Linked DNA regions of Mus musculus: regions 1 and 2 are each linked to region 3. A link is a contact called in public HiChIP or PLAC-seq data. All regions are on one chromosome and are shown on one strand. Each heading gives the region's core, a stretch centred on a gene start, on an enhancer-like site or on the middle of the called end of the contact. The rest is flanking DNA. Distances are from core to core; before and after follow the strand shown. Region 1 holds the start of Slc7a11 (solute carrier family 7 (cationic amino acid transporter, y+ system), member 11). Region 2 overlaps Slc7a11 (solute carrier family 7 (cationic amino acid transporter, y+ system), member 11). Region 3 overlaps Gm37548 (a long non-coding RNA gene).

Region 1 (3,456 bases), core at 10-2,509, 440 kb after region 3:
AAAACGTTTCAAGTTTGTGTTTAATTTTTTAAAAAAAAAGAAATTTTTTCAATGTAAATATTTTAACCCCACTTTGAAGTTTTAATGTACTTTTATATGTTTAAATTTCTTTTTAACTGACAAAGATGAAAGCTGTGTATGTGAATAGGGTGTAAAGTTTCAGCACATGTGCCCATTGTAGAATGCTCAGAGTAAACACTTCTATCTCCTTAAGATGTCATTATTTCTTTATGTAAAAAACACATTCTTTTAGCTTTCTGAAATGGACTTGTACACTCTGTTACAGTCACCGAAAATTTCCGGCTTTGAGCTAACTAAAAGTTAGTACCTGTTGATTGTAATACATTTCAAATTATAATCAGAATAGCTTATAGATCCAAAAAATATGCCCTGTCATCTCCTTCCTTTCTCCAACTATTATAATGGGACTCCCTTCTCAAGCTCTTGCTCTGTGCGTGTCTTCATGCAATTATAAGTATTGCCTAAGATTCAAAGAGGAGTCTTTTTAATTCGATGGAGCAACATGCAAATGAAGACCGAGTCCTTCTACCTAGTTCAGGAAATCACGCTGTGCTGACAAGAATCAGAAAAAGACTGTTTTCTGCAGTCACTATGATCTTTCAACTTCTCAAACTTAGGTGGTGATCTTAAACACCCTTGTATTACAGGTCTTAAGAAATAATTGTGTCTGTTCATGCGGAGCTGTATGTAGCCACGGCTCTCGTGTGCAGAAACTTTCTGACTTTGTAAATATTAGATTTGACAGTGTTGCTAGGAAACACCCGGGGAAGTAAGGAGAATACAAATTATGAAGTATAAACTTTGCTGTTGCAAACAGAGCAGCCCTAAGGCACTTTCCATTGTCAAAACAGCTGTGAATACAACATTTTTTATGCGCGCCTTAAAGTTAAGAAGCAACTCCTTAAAACGAAGTAATTGTTTTCTGTTTCATTTTCCAACTTCTTTTCTCTCTCTGAGAGCGGAGCTGCTTAAAGTCACCGGGACAGTGTCTATTCCCTGGTTCCCTGTTTACTTCTTCTGGATTGGCTAAGCCCCTCTTTAAGAGTATGCTTTGTTCTGGGAAATGCTTTGGATCCATTGAGCAACCCACAGGCTACTGTTAAAAAAAAAAAAAAAAAAAAAGAGCTGAGTAATGTTGGCGCTTTCTCAAGCTGGAGTTTTCTCATGTGGCTGATGCAAACCTGGAGAATTTGCATCATCATGCAGCCCAGTAAGTTGGTGTGACAGGCGGTTGCTTAAATACGGAGCCTTCCACGAGGAAGCTGAGCTGGTGTGTAATGATAGGGCAGCAGCCGCGGCTGCAGCTAACTGACTGCCCCTGGAGCCGGTGCCACACAGGTGCTCCGAGGAGCAAGAGGAGTAATTATAGAGCCAGCGAAGGCTGAAACACACCTCTGAGTTCTCACCTGTGGACACAATAGTGTAGAGCCAGTCGGTGATAGCAAAGGGGAAGTCACGACCGAACAGTGATCAGTCACTTCTTAGAGAAACAAGTTAAAAGGGTTTGTTTTGTTTTGTTTTATTTTGTCTTGTTTTGTTTTTCCCCCTCTGTTTTCTTTTTCATCCCCCTCCTCTGGTGTGACACTGCCATGGTCAGAAAGCCAGTTGTGGCCACCATCTCCAAAGGAGGTTACCTGCAGGGCAATATGAGCGGGAGGCTGCCCTCCATGGGGGACCAAGAGCCACCTGGGCAGGAGAAGGTAGTTCTGAAAAAGAAGATCACTTTGCTGAGGGGGGTCTCCATCATCATCGGCACCGTCATCGGATCAGGCATCTTCATCTCCCCCAAGGGCATACTCCAGAACACGGGCAGCGTGGGCATGTCCCTGGTTTTCTGGTCTGCCTGTGGAGTACTGTCACTTTTTGGTGAGTGCGCTTCTTCTCTGGGGTGTGAGTGTGTGTAGCTGTGTGGCTCTCTGGGAGAGCGAAGGGTTATTTCTGAGGAGTAAATGAATGGGCAAATACTACAGGAAATATTTGGAATTTTTGTTGTTGTTGTTGTTCAGGTATGTGCACTACCCAAACACACTGTCCACTGTTGGCACAAGACTGAACCCTCTCAGATTCCTTCCTGCAGGCTATACTCTGCTTTCCTGCCTGAGACAGACTCTGGCAGCTTTTTTTTTTTTTTTTTCTGGTTTGCTGAGAGAAGGAAAAAAAAAAAAAAAAACAAAAAACAAAAAAACAAAAAACAAAAAAAACCTAACTTTGATGACCCAAAAAACCAAGCCTTCCTTCCGTGCAGAGGGCTTGGGTTTGTGAGTCTTGTTTAGAGCATAGTTCTGGCAGCTGGCTCGCTGGAAGAAACACCTGTGCGGTGCAGCCAGTGTGGCCTATTTACACGCGGAACTGAACGTTCGGAACACTGTCACGGGCCTTTTACTTGCTAAACAAATGGGTGGCATTCTCTGCCTTTTTTAATATTTTAAATTCGTAGGCTTGTCCGTTTCTAATACTATGCTTTCAGAAGTCCTTGGGAAGATATGTGTTTGATGTGTCTCCTCCGTCTCCATAAATGGGGCAAAGGTTTCAACTTTTTTCCCCTTGTTTTTTTTTTTTTTCTTTTTCCTTCTTACTGCCTTTAAGGACATTTCTCATAATTTCTCGTTATTTGTTTGCAAGCTTCACTTGGGTGTCAGTCTTCCCTCCTTGCCTGGATCTGTTTTCTTCATCTGTATTTTACTAGGTCTCTGGGGAAACAGATACTTTCTCTGCCCATTCAATGAAGTTCATCTAACCTGAACTGGTATTACTGTGCTTATTATTTTTTTCTCTTTAAAATGTACGTTTCTCTGATGGGATTGAGGGTTAATATTGCAAAGGAAATAATTGCTCCTTGATCAGGAGGGCAAATCAACATAAAACTCCTTTCAAGTTCATTGTAAAGGCCACAAGAACCTGGGAATGGCCAATTATTTTAAAATTTGACTTATATTACCAGGCAATACTTTGGTTCCAAAGTAGCCTACACTTGGGAGTTACTTTGTTAACCTGGAACCAAGTTCTTCTGGGACCAAGTGCAAACTCTTGTTCCATTCCTTCTTTCATTCCAGGTCTTGTGATACTTTAAATACTGATTGAGGGAAAGTTTCCTGCCTAGAGAACTCACATATCTGTTTTTAGGAAGGGGGCATTTCAAATAATCTTGAAAGCAGTCTTGCTATAGAAAGATCTATGAAGAGATTACTTTACGAACCTAGAGAACTTGGGAACATCATTTGTGTGAATAGATTATGCTTTATGAGATGTTTGGTGACAGCTGTCCCTTTTCTTCATTCTTTACAGTTATTAAAAACTCGAACAGAATCCTTATCATTATTAATATTAAAGTGGTTCTGACATATGCAGGTTCAGATAAGCAAGGAGAAACTCAATTGTTGATCTTAAATGACTGTGTACCCTCAGGCTTCAAGCGTCTTACAGTACTTGATATAT
Region 2 (3,580 bases), core at 592-3,091, 460 kb after region 3:
GTTCACCTTTTTTTTAATCATAGAAGTGTCATATCACACATTTCTTCCCTCACTAAATTTTCATTATGTCATGTACACAAAAATTATTTCGTCAAAGTTTCAAGTAACACAGAATTCTCAGAAATGAAGACCTATAAAGCTAATAAATTTATTTTTCCTGCCAAAGAGCATAATGCATCAGAAATAGACTGGAGGAAACTAAGTGAGCTCTGTCTACTTGGACTCCCCTTGGTTTCTCTGTGTAACGTTTCTTCCTCCTGGCAATAGGATAGATCCTCTCTCACCTGAGAATCTCATGATGTATTGTGAGACAAGGTATAGCAGAGAACTGTGCAGCTACCTTCCACAAGAAGGCAGAGAATGTGGGAGATATATTTCTAGGTTGTTCTGTTGGCTTTGCTGGAGATCACTTCTGGCTTCTATGAGCCACTTAGGGGAAGACAGGTTCTAGTTTCTGCAGCTTACCTCGGAAGAGAAGAAAGAGAAGCATGAAGGAGAGATGGAAGGATAACAGAAAGAAATTCTTTCCGTTTCCTTCAGTGTGGCAAAGCCTGAAGCTTATGGCATCAATATCTGAGGCCCTCAAATAGTTAAGGATGCTATTAGACTTAGTCCAGTGTCATAAGAATGAACAAACAAATGCTGGGGTTTAATGGTCATTATAAATTACTTTTCGCTACTCATCAGTGGGAACAGTATAGTAAGTACCATAGGGTACGTGGATTAGTACTTACCTGTCAGACAGCCTTTGTGGTAGAGTACTAAAGAGATTCATAAATAGAAGTTGATGATTGTTTTCTACTCGGTCATGAGGAAGAAACAATTCATAGGAAGAAGTGAGATGGTCTCAGGAGATTAATATGGCCCATATGATTAAGCTAGGAAAGGAGAAATCACAATAATAAAAGTTAAGTGGTCAAGTCGTATGCAACATAGTCTCGCCCTTTATTTGTTTCATTAAGATGTTTTCAGCAGTTGAAAACAAAAAAATGGGTAGCAAATATAATTGGCACTATGATACCAGAAGTAACTCTTTGTCCCTTGTGCCTGTCTGCCTGTGATCCTCCTGTAGTGATATAGTAGTATTTTGTTGAGGAGCATGAGTCACAGTAATCAAATATCAGAGAGAAACTTTCTGTAACTACTTATTGACCTTTTAAGCTGTAGTTGAAACTACTATATCCTGAAAGCCCACTAGATATAACATCAGAATCATTTCAGAAAGATTAATTTTCATTGTTTTGGAGCAAATAATGTGTAGTAGCTCTTTTCGCATCTTAATAAAACCAGTAATTAAAGCTGTGATAACCCTGTGTGAGCCTGAAGAATGCCAGCAAGAAACGTTGCTATCTCAAGAGTTATGTAAATATTTACAACACAAATAAAATTTTCTCCCCCTTCATTATTTTGTATTACCTTCCAGATATTATAAAATGCATTAAAAATAAGCAGTATGTACCCTATTAATCTCACAAATTGTGAAAATATGACATTAGAAGAAACTCCACAGAGCCCAGCCACGTGGGCTTAGCATAGTTTTGAAGCAAAAAATGTTTGAAGGCTGTTAGGTTACAACATAAGATCAGCATATAATATTTGTATCCCCATAGAAGACATTTTGCAGCCATTTGTATGCATGCTTTCAGTTTTGAATCTCAGTGTTTTTGAAGTCTTTTCACTTTTGTCCAAAGCACAATGCAGTGCTAAGGAGAGAAAAGAAGCGAGTGTGATCACAGTGTTAGAAGCAGAATCAACTCTTCTATGTCTATTGAGCCTGGATCAGGGCTCCATGCCCTGGGGCAGCAGCCAAGCCACTGTGAGGGTCCTTGGGAGCCCCAGAGCAAAGCAGGGGAGGGGACAAGCGCTTTCAGCTCCTGCTGGGTGCTGGGAGCCTGTTATACTCTTTCAAGAATGTGGAGCATGGTGATCTTCACACGGCAGATTTGATTAATTCTGTTCAATGGAGTCTCTTTTGCCTGTGAGCACCCTGCATTTGTTCCCACAGAATCTTAAAACATTTCTACCCCCACTCCTCCACCTCCCAGCACTGGATATTCAGGTCACCTGCTTCGTGTATAGCCAATTTTCTTCTGTGGATTTTTTTTTTTTTTTTGTGGATAAAGACTCTTTTCATCTTGGCTTCTTATTAATATTGCATTTCACCCATGCCAAGTCCAAAGTGCAATCACTTCCAACGGTAATAGAAGTTTACAGAAAACTTTATTTATACTTTTGTCTACACAGTCCTTGTGTTTCGACCACAGTTTGGAGAGCCAGGAACCATCAGTTTCTTTGTGTTCTTGGGGGTTCAGTCGCAGTGTTGGGAAGTAAATCTAGGATTTTAAATGAGGATGCTATCGGACCCAAATGGCTTAGCTTAAGGATAATAAGGAAGTATTTAGCTGTAATGGTTTGTTTGCTGGCTCAGTGCTGCTGTGTGAAGAGGGGAGAGGACCTGGTTGTTAATTTATGGCTCTCAGTCTTAGAAGAAAAAAAGAATAGAATCAGAATAAGAAGGAAGAGCCTGTAGGCTTAGCAATGCAGAGGTGCAGATATTTCCATGGAAAAGGATCCAAGGGGAGTCTAAACTGAGTTTCATAGACAGAGGCATGATAAGAACAACCTTTGCTGCCTGAATTCTCCATCTTTTACCATATGATTGCAAAACTGGCTTGCAGATGTAAATCGGGATGTTAAGTGGTTACCACTCCTTTTATTGCTGTAGAACAATATTTGACTAAAAATATGTGTAGACATTGTAATGAGAGAAAAGCAAGTCAGTTATGATGAGAAATTTCTAGCCAGACTGCTAACTGTTTAGACAGGTAGCATGTTAGCCAACTGTTGTCTTGGATACCTTGCTGTTAGAGCAGTCACCTCCAGCTGCAAGGCAGAATAGGAAAAAGATTCTACCAACCCTCGGGGATCCTGGATGGAGTAAAGTCTTGGCTCTGAGGAGCACAGAACCTATCCAGAATGATGAAAACCCCCTCCACAGAAACATGATTAGGGGAAAAGAAGTCATTAACTCAGTCAGGTCACAGAGTCAGGCGAGCACAACTTTAATATTATTGCCAATGTCCGTATTCAGAGGAATCCATCTGCCAGTCAGCCTGTGGCCTTGGGGAGTCAACCAATTTCAGTCCTATCTCTGGGTCCAAAGCTAAGCATAGCGTGTTGAGATTTTTTTTTCCCTCTCTTTTCACTGTGTGATAGAAAATTGGTTTTCAGTGTCTTTTGTCGCCCTCTTTAATCGGATCCTCAATGGATTTCGTCTCCCTGAAGCATCAGCCAGGATTATTGTACGCCTTTGTTTCAACTCACCTAAAGAATCTGTTTCCTTTGAAAAGTCATGTACAAGGTTGGCAATTACAGTGCAGGGCCAACCATCATACTTATGCAGAGTCATAGAGAACGTTGGACAATAGACCTCGTGAGCAGTTACCAGGGACCTTGAGGACTAAGCCAGGGGAGAGAGAATACAGTGGGCCTACTTACTAGAGACTGGACAGGCATCAAGATGTATTTCCTACAGTGGGTGAACTTTTGCACTGAAATGATCCATTTTCATCCTCTTCTC
Region 3 (3,814 bases), core at 595-3,094:
CCAGCAATCTCGAACCAGATCAATGACTCATTGCAATGAAGATTTGCAAGTGAAGATGTATGGACAGCGGGATATCCTGTGGGACACATTGTGACACACAACAGCTTCCACAACAAAATGTATTCTCTGATGTTTGTTTTGTTTATTTGCTTGTGTGCTTTTATTTTCTTTGGGAGGGAGGTTGCAAGGGTGGAGGGTGGATATGAGGGGGTAGGGAGATGAGTGGGACCGGAGTGCATGATGGGAAAGTCACAAAGAATCAATAGAAAGTTAAAAAGTATATGAGACCAAGGGAGGTTACACATCTATCATGTTTTTCTTTGGAGGCTGTCATTGTTTCCTATGATAGAGAGCCAAGCTTTATCCTGATAAAGCATTTATGTGATAGAAAAGTCAAGTCGTCAGGTCCCCAGTGTGACTCTACTTGGCACAAGATATGGTGTGGCTTTCTGTGTCTCTGGAAGGCTTGATTTTTAACAGAGTCCACTTATAGACAGTGGCGTACATATAAACATACTGGAGCACTGAAATGATGGTTTGATCAATGGCAGACTGTATATTCCATATAGTTCAGGTGTATCATAGGTTCTACCATTTGAATATGTGTAGTTTGTGTCAATATCCTCTGAATACTTATACTGCAACAATATCATTGGATGATGAATTGTCTCTTAGAATGTGCCCTGTCATTAAGTAATATTTATTTATAGTTATGTGACAAAGCTAAAGTTACTGTGTAAACAAATAGCCATGGTGTTTGGGGAGGTGGGAAAAATGTGTCTCCATTCTCATCCAAGCAAAAACCGAAGAACCATGCAGATGAGTTGTAATTTCTTTTCCCTACACTTTATCCCAGATGGAGTCCTAGCAGGAACATGTAGGGGCCTCATGTGTCTAAGGACAGGTAGGATAGTGGTTATATAAGAACAAGTTTGATTTAAACATTATACATACATGTGTGTGTGTGTATCTGCTCTTGTGTATATACACACACACACATATACACACAAACACATACACATATATATGTATACACACACACATATATATAGTGTTGGTGGCCAAGGTATTTACATATCTGGTAGTACCTCGATCACTGAGCTATATTGCTATCCCTGAACTTGTATTTTTGAGAGTTCTATGTCACGTTAACCTATTAATAAATTGACTTCAGTTAAGATGACTTCTTTTGAATTATTGCTGATCAACATGGTTTGTTTTTCCCCCCTTAGCTCATCCTCATATCCTCATCTTTTTCACGTTCTAATTAATTTTCAACTCTGTTTATCTGCTTGAGCACAGAGAGTCTTAATTGCCTTAGGAGAAGGTAGTGTTAAACCGGAGTAGGTTGGAAGAGTCCAATTTAACTGTCTCCTTTTGAATCAGGTGCTTGGGAATTTGGAACTCTGCAACTTCTTGGCAGCTAACGTGTTTTGAGGATGAATCGTGGCCATGCCAGTGTTTATTGACAGTCTTCATCTGTCTGTGGATATTGGGATCCATGGAGAAGAACACACAGAATCCACAGAGAACAGTATCTACTTAGCAATTTAAACCTCTCCTTCATCCCTCCCTTCAGTTAATACTGGTTCTTCTTCATAGGAAGCAAACTGAGAGCGTTCACTTTTCCTAATCAGGTTTCCATTCCCTGTGACATGAAGGGACAGTTAGGGGAGGGAGGGGGATGATAGAATATAAGGTTGGATAGTCTACACTGCTCAGACAGTGATTGATCCCGATTGGCACTTGTAGGCTCTTGATTTTTCTCCTGTGAGCCAAGAGGAGCTGTTCCCTGTGGCAGCAGGGTAATCCTGGGGTGCCTGGGTTTGGCCAGCCTGCTGGATGGACGGATTCAAATGCAAATAGGGATTGCTGTTTGGTATGCGGGAGGCTTTCAGTAGAAGCCTCAGAAGTTTGGATCCTTTGTGAAATCTGAAGAATCAATCTACTCTGTCCTTGGTGCCCACCGAGCAAACCTCTCTACCGCTTCTTTCTCTGGTACAGAAGATAAACGAAAAAAAATCCCATTATTCAGCTTATGCCATTGTCATGGCAGTCTCCTTTGAGCCTCTTGGCAAAACCCTGCTTGCTTTAGAACCGTACATCATACCGGATCCATTGAGAGCCATTATTTATCTGACAGGATATTTATAAAAGCCAGCATTAGCTGTGGCTCCCAGTCAATATGTTTCTCTCTCGCTGACACACATCACACCAACAGGCTTGAAATATTTAAATACAATAGTCCCTTCAAGAAATCATTAATTTTTCTATCACTGCCACTAGTGATAATTTGACGGAAATGGATTTTGTTGGAAGAGCTGAGCTGTCTACCAGTGGATACTTTCAAGTTCCCCACACTTCAGAGGCATTCCCACACTTCAGTGTAGGGCACAGTGAGGGTCCAGGAAGACCAGAACCCAGCGGTCCAGAGGCAGTGGCACGGCAGCAGCTGGCTTACCCCAGCACCGCCCCACCCACTTCAGTTAGGAAGGCGGTTAAATATCAAGGAGAGAAAAGGAACCGGAGGCCCAGCCACCTCATTAAGGTCCCCATCTCTGCTACTCTGTCTCCTCCCGCCTGCCCCCTGCTTCTCAGCTCCTTCATTCTCCTTTGCCCTCCCCTCTCTTTTATCCATGTTTCCACTCTCTCTGCCTTCTCCTGTGGTGTTAGCTTTTGCTCTTTGATCTTTCTTTTCCCTTATTCACACCCCCTGTGGGGTGTGTGACTGGGTAGAAAATGGAGGACAGTCATAAGTGTCTCCCTCAGTGTCTCTGCTCCCTAGAGGGTTGGGGTCTGGGACAGTGTCTCTGTGTCTGGCTATTGGCTCACCTCTCACTGGGAATCTTCATCCATAATTAATGGAGAGCATTTCTATGACCTCTCACCAGGGAGGACAAGGCTCCAACTGTGAGGTTTCCTGGAGGCAGGAAGGACGTGGAACTTGTTCAGAATATGATACCCTGTGTTCCAGGCATGGTTCCTTAACAGAGGAAAGAGATTCAGCAAGTGTACCCGCAGCAGCAGCAGTGGCCTTTCTATAACCGAAATGGGACAGCTCCTATAGCGAGCAGACAAGAGGCGTGGTTTCTGCTTGTTTGTTTGTTTTTGTTTTGCATATTAGACATGACAAAGCTTGGTTAATTCATGAAAAAACAAAACAAAATTGTCAACCAGCAAACAAAACAACAGCAACAGCAGAAGTCATTTGGGGTGGCATTTTGGAATCTCGGTGATTTCCTCTTATTAAACTTGTGGTTCATGTGGAAATGACACCGCAGGATCATGTGGAAGGTTCCAGATTGTTACCCCAACCCCCCCCCCCCCAGAGCTGTGAATCTGTCTATCCAGATAATGCTAGGACCTAGGCCAGGCTTCTCTCGTTCTACCACTCCAAACAATCACACCTGTCCTAATCCCTTATTGTCTGTCCTGACACAGTGCCAATCAACTCTAGGCAGCTCTGGGTCATAAGAAGAGAGGATAATGCCTCCGAGTTCAAGAATATTACACGATGTTTGGAATTTAGCTGTGGAGAGGGACCAGACTTAGCCATAAACATGTCATGAGAATCATAAAGGTGGGTCTCATCTGGAGGAGAAGTTTCCAGGAAGGAGGTGGTACGAGAGGACTTCTTAGACTGTACGTGGAAATGTGAAAGACAGGTACTGGGGGTTACATGAAGAGGCACCGAATTTAAGTAAGGCATTGGTAATGACCAAGACTAAGCCCTTTCCAGATCACAAGAGAGGACAGGCAATAACCACATCTTCAGCCTGCTCCACACTCTGCTAAGTTGATAGTTAAAACAACT

What was found. HiChIP or PLAC-seq counts read pairs in DNA pulled down with a chosen protein or histone mark.
Region 1: a contact with region 3 is called in an H3K27ac HiChIP or PLAC-seq map of neural progenitor cells, with 16 times the contacts expected there. The contact joins the promoter of Slc7a11 here to the enhancer-like site in region 3. A contact is called at or near these places in 7 of 39 promoter capture datasets (the HPC-7 cell line, cranial neural crest, embryonic stem cells and 4 more), 10 of 484 Hi-C or Micro-C datasets (the BV-2 cell line, astrocytes, bone marrow-derived macrophages and 6 more), 17 of 115 datasets of contacts at active chromatin or transcription factors (the SCID.adh cell line, acute myeloid leukemia, bone marrow-derived dendritic cells and 9 more) and 3 of 9 other capture datasets (embryonic stem cells, macrophages and pancreatic islet).
Region 2: a contact with region 3 is called in an H3K27ac HiChIP or PLAC-seq map of neural progenitor cells, with 26 times the contacts expected there. The contact joins two enhancer-like sites. A contact is called at or near these places in 3 of 484 Hi-C or Micro-C datasets (bone marrow-derived macrophages, cerebral cortex and stem cell-derived neural progenitor cells), 9 of 115 datasets of contacts at active chromatin or transcription factors (acute myeloid leukemia, astrocytes, embryonic basal ganglia and 5 more) and 1 of 9 other capture datasets (embryonic stem cells).

What each region holds. Positions count from the first base shown.
Region 1 is chr3:50,441,416-50,444,871 of GRCm38.p6, reverse strand. Slc7a11 (solute carrier family 7 (cationic amino acid transporter, y+ system), member 11) reads left to right here and starts at 1,259. Exons shown (of 12, transcript NM_011990.2): 1 at 1,259-1,887. The coding sequence starts at 1,611.
Region 2 is chr3:50,420,407-50,423,986 of GRCm38.p6, reverse strand. All of the region lies in intron 5 of Slc7a11 (solute carrier family 7 (cationic amino acid transporter, y+ system), member 11), which reads left to right. Among named protein-coding and RNA genes, the nearest start is that of Slc7a11, 21 kb to the left of the region's middle. Within about 2 kb of position 1,841, at least 40 of the 459 cell types and tissues checked have an H3K27ac peak or open chromatin away from gene starts, as enhancers often do. A contact at or near this core is called in embryonic basal ganglia, neural progenitor cells, oligodendrocyte precursor cells and 1 more, where this site is marked.
Region 3 is chr3:50,880,606-50,884,419 of GRCm38.p6, reverse strand. Gm37548 (a long non-coding RNA gene) reads left to right here. Exons shown (of 2, transcript XR_003954473.1): 2 at 1-1,183. Among named protein-coding and RNA genes, the nearest start is that of Gm37548, 6.4 kb to the left of the region's middle. Within about 2 kb of position 1,844, at least 48 of the 459 cell types and tissues checked have an H3K27ac peak or open chromatin away from gene starts, as enhancers often do. A contact at or near this core is called in cerebral cortex, embryonic basal ganglia, forebrain and 5 more, where this site is marked.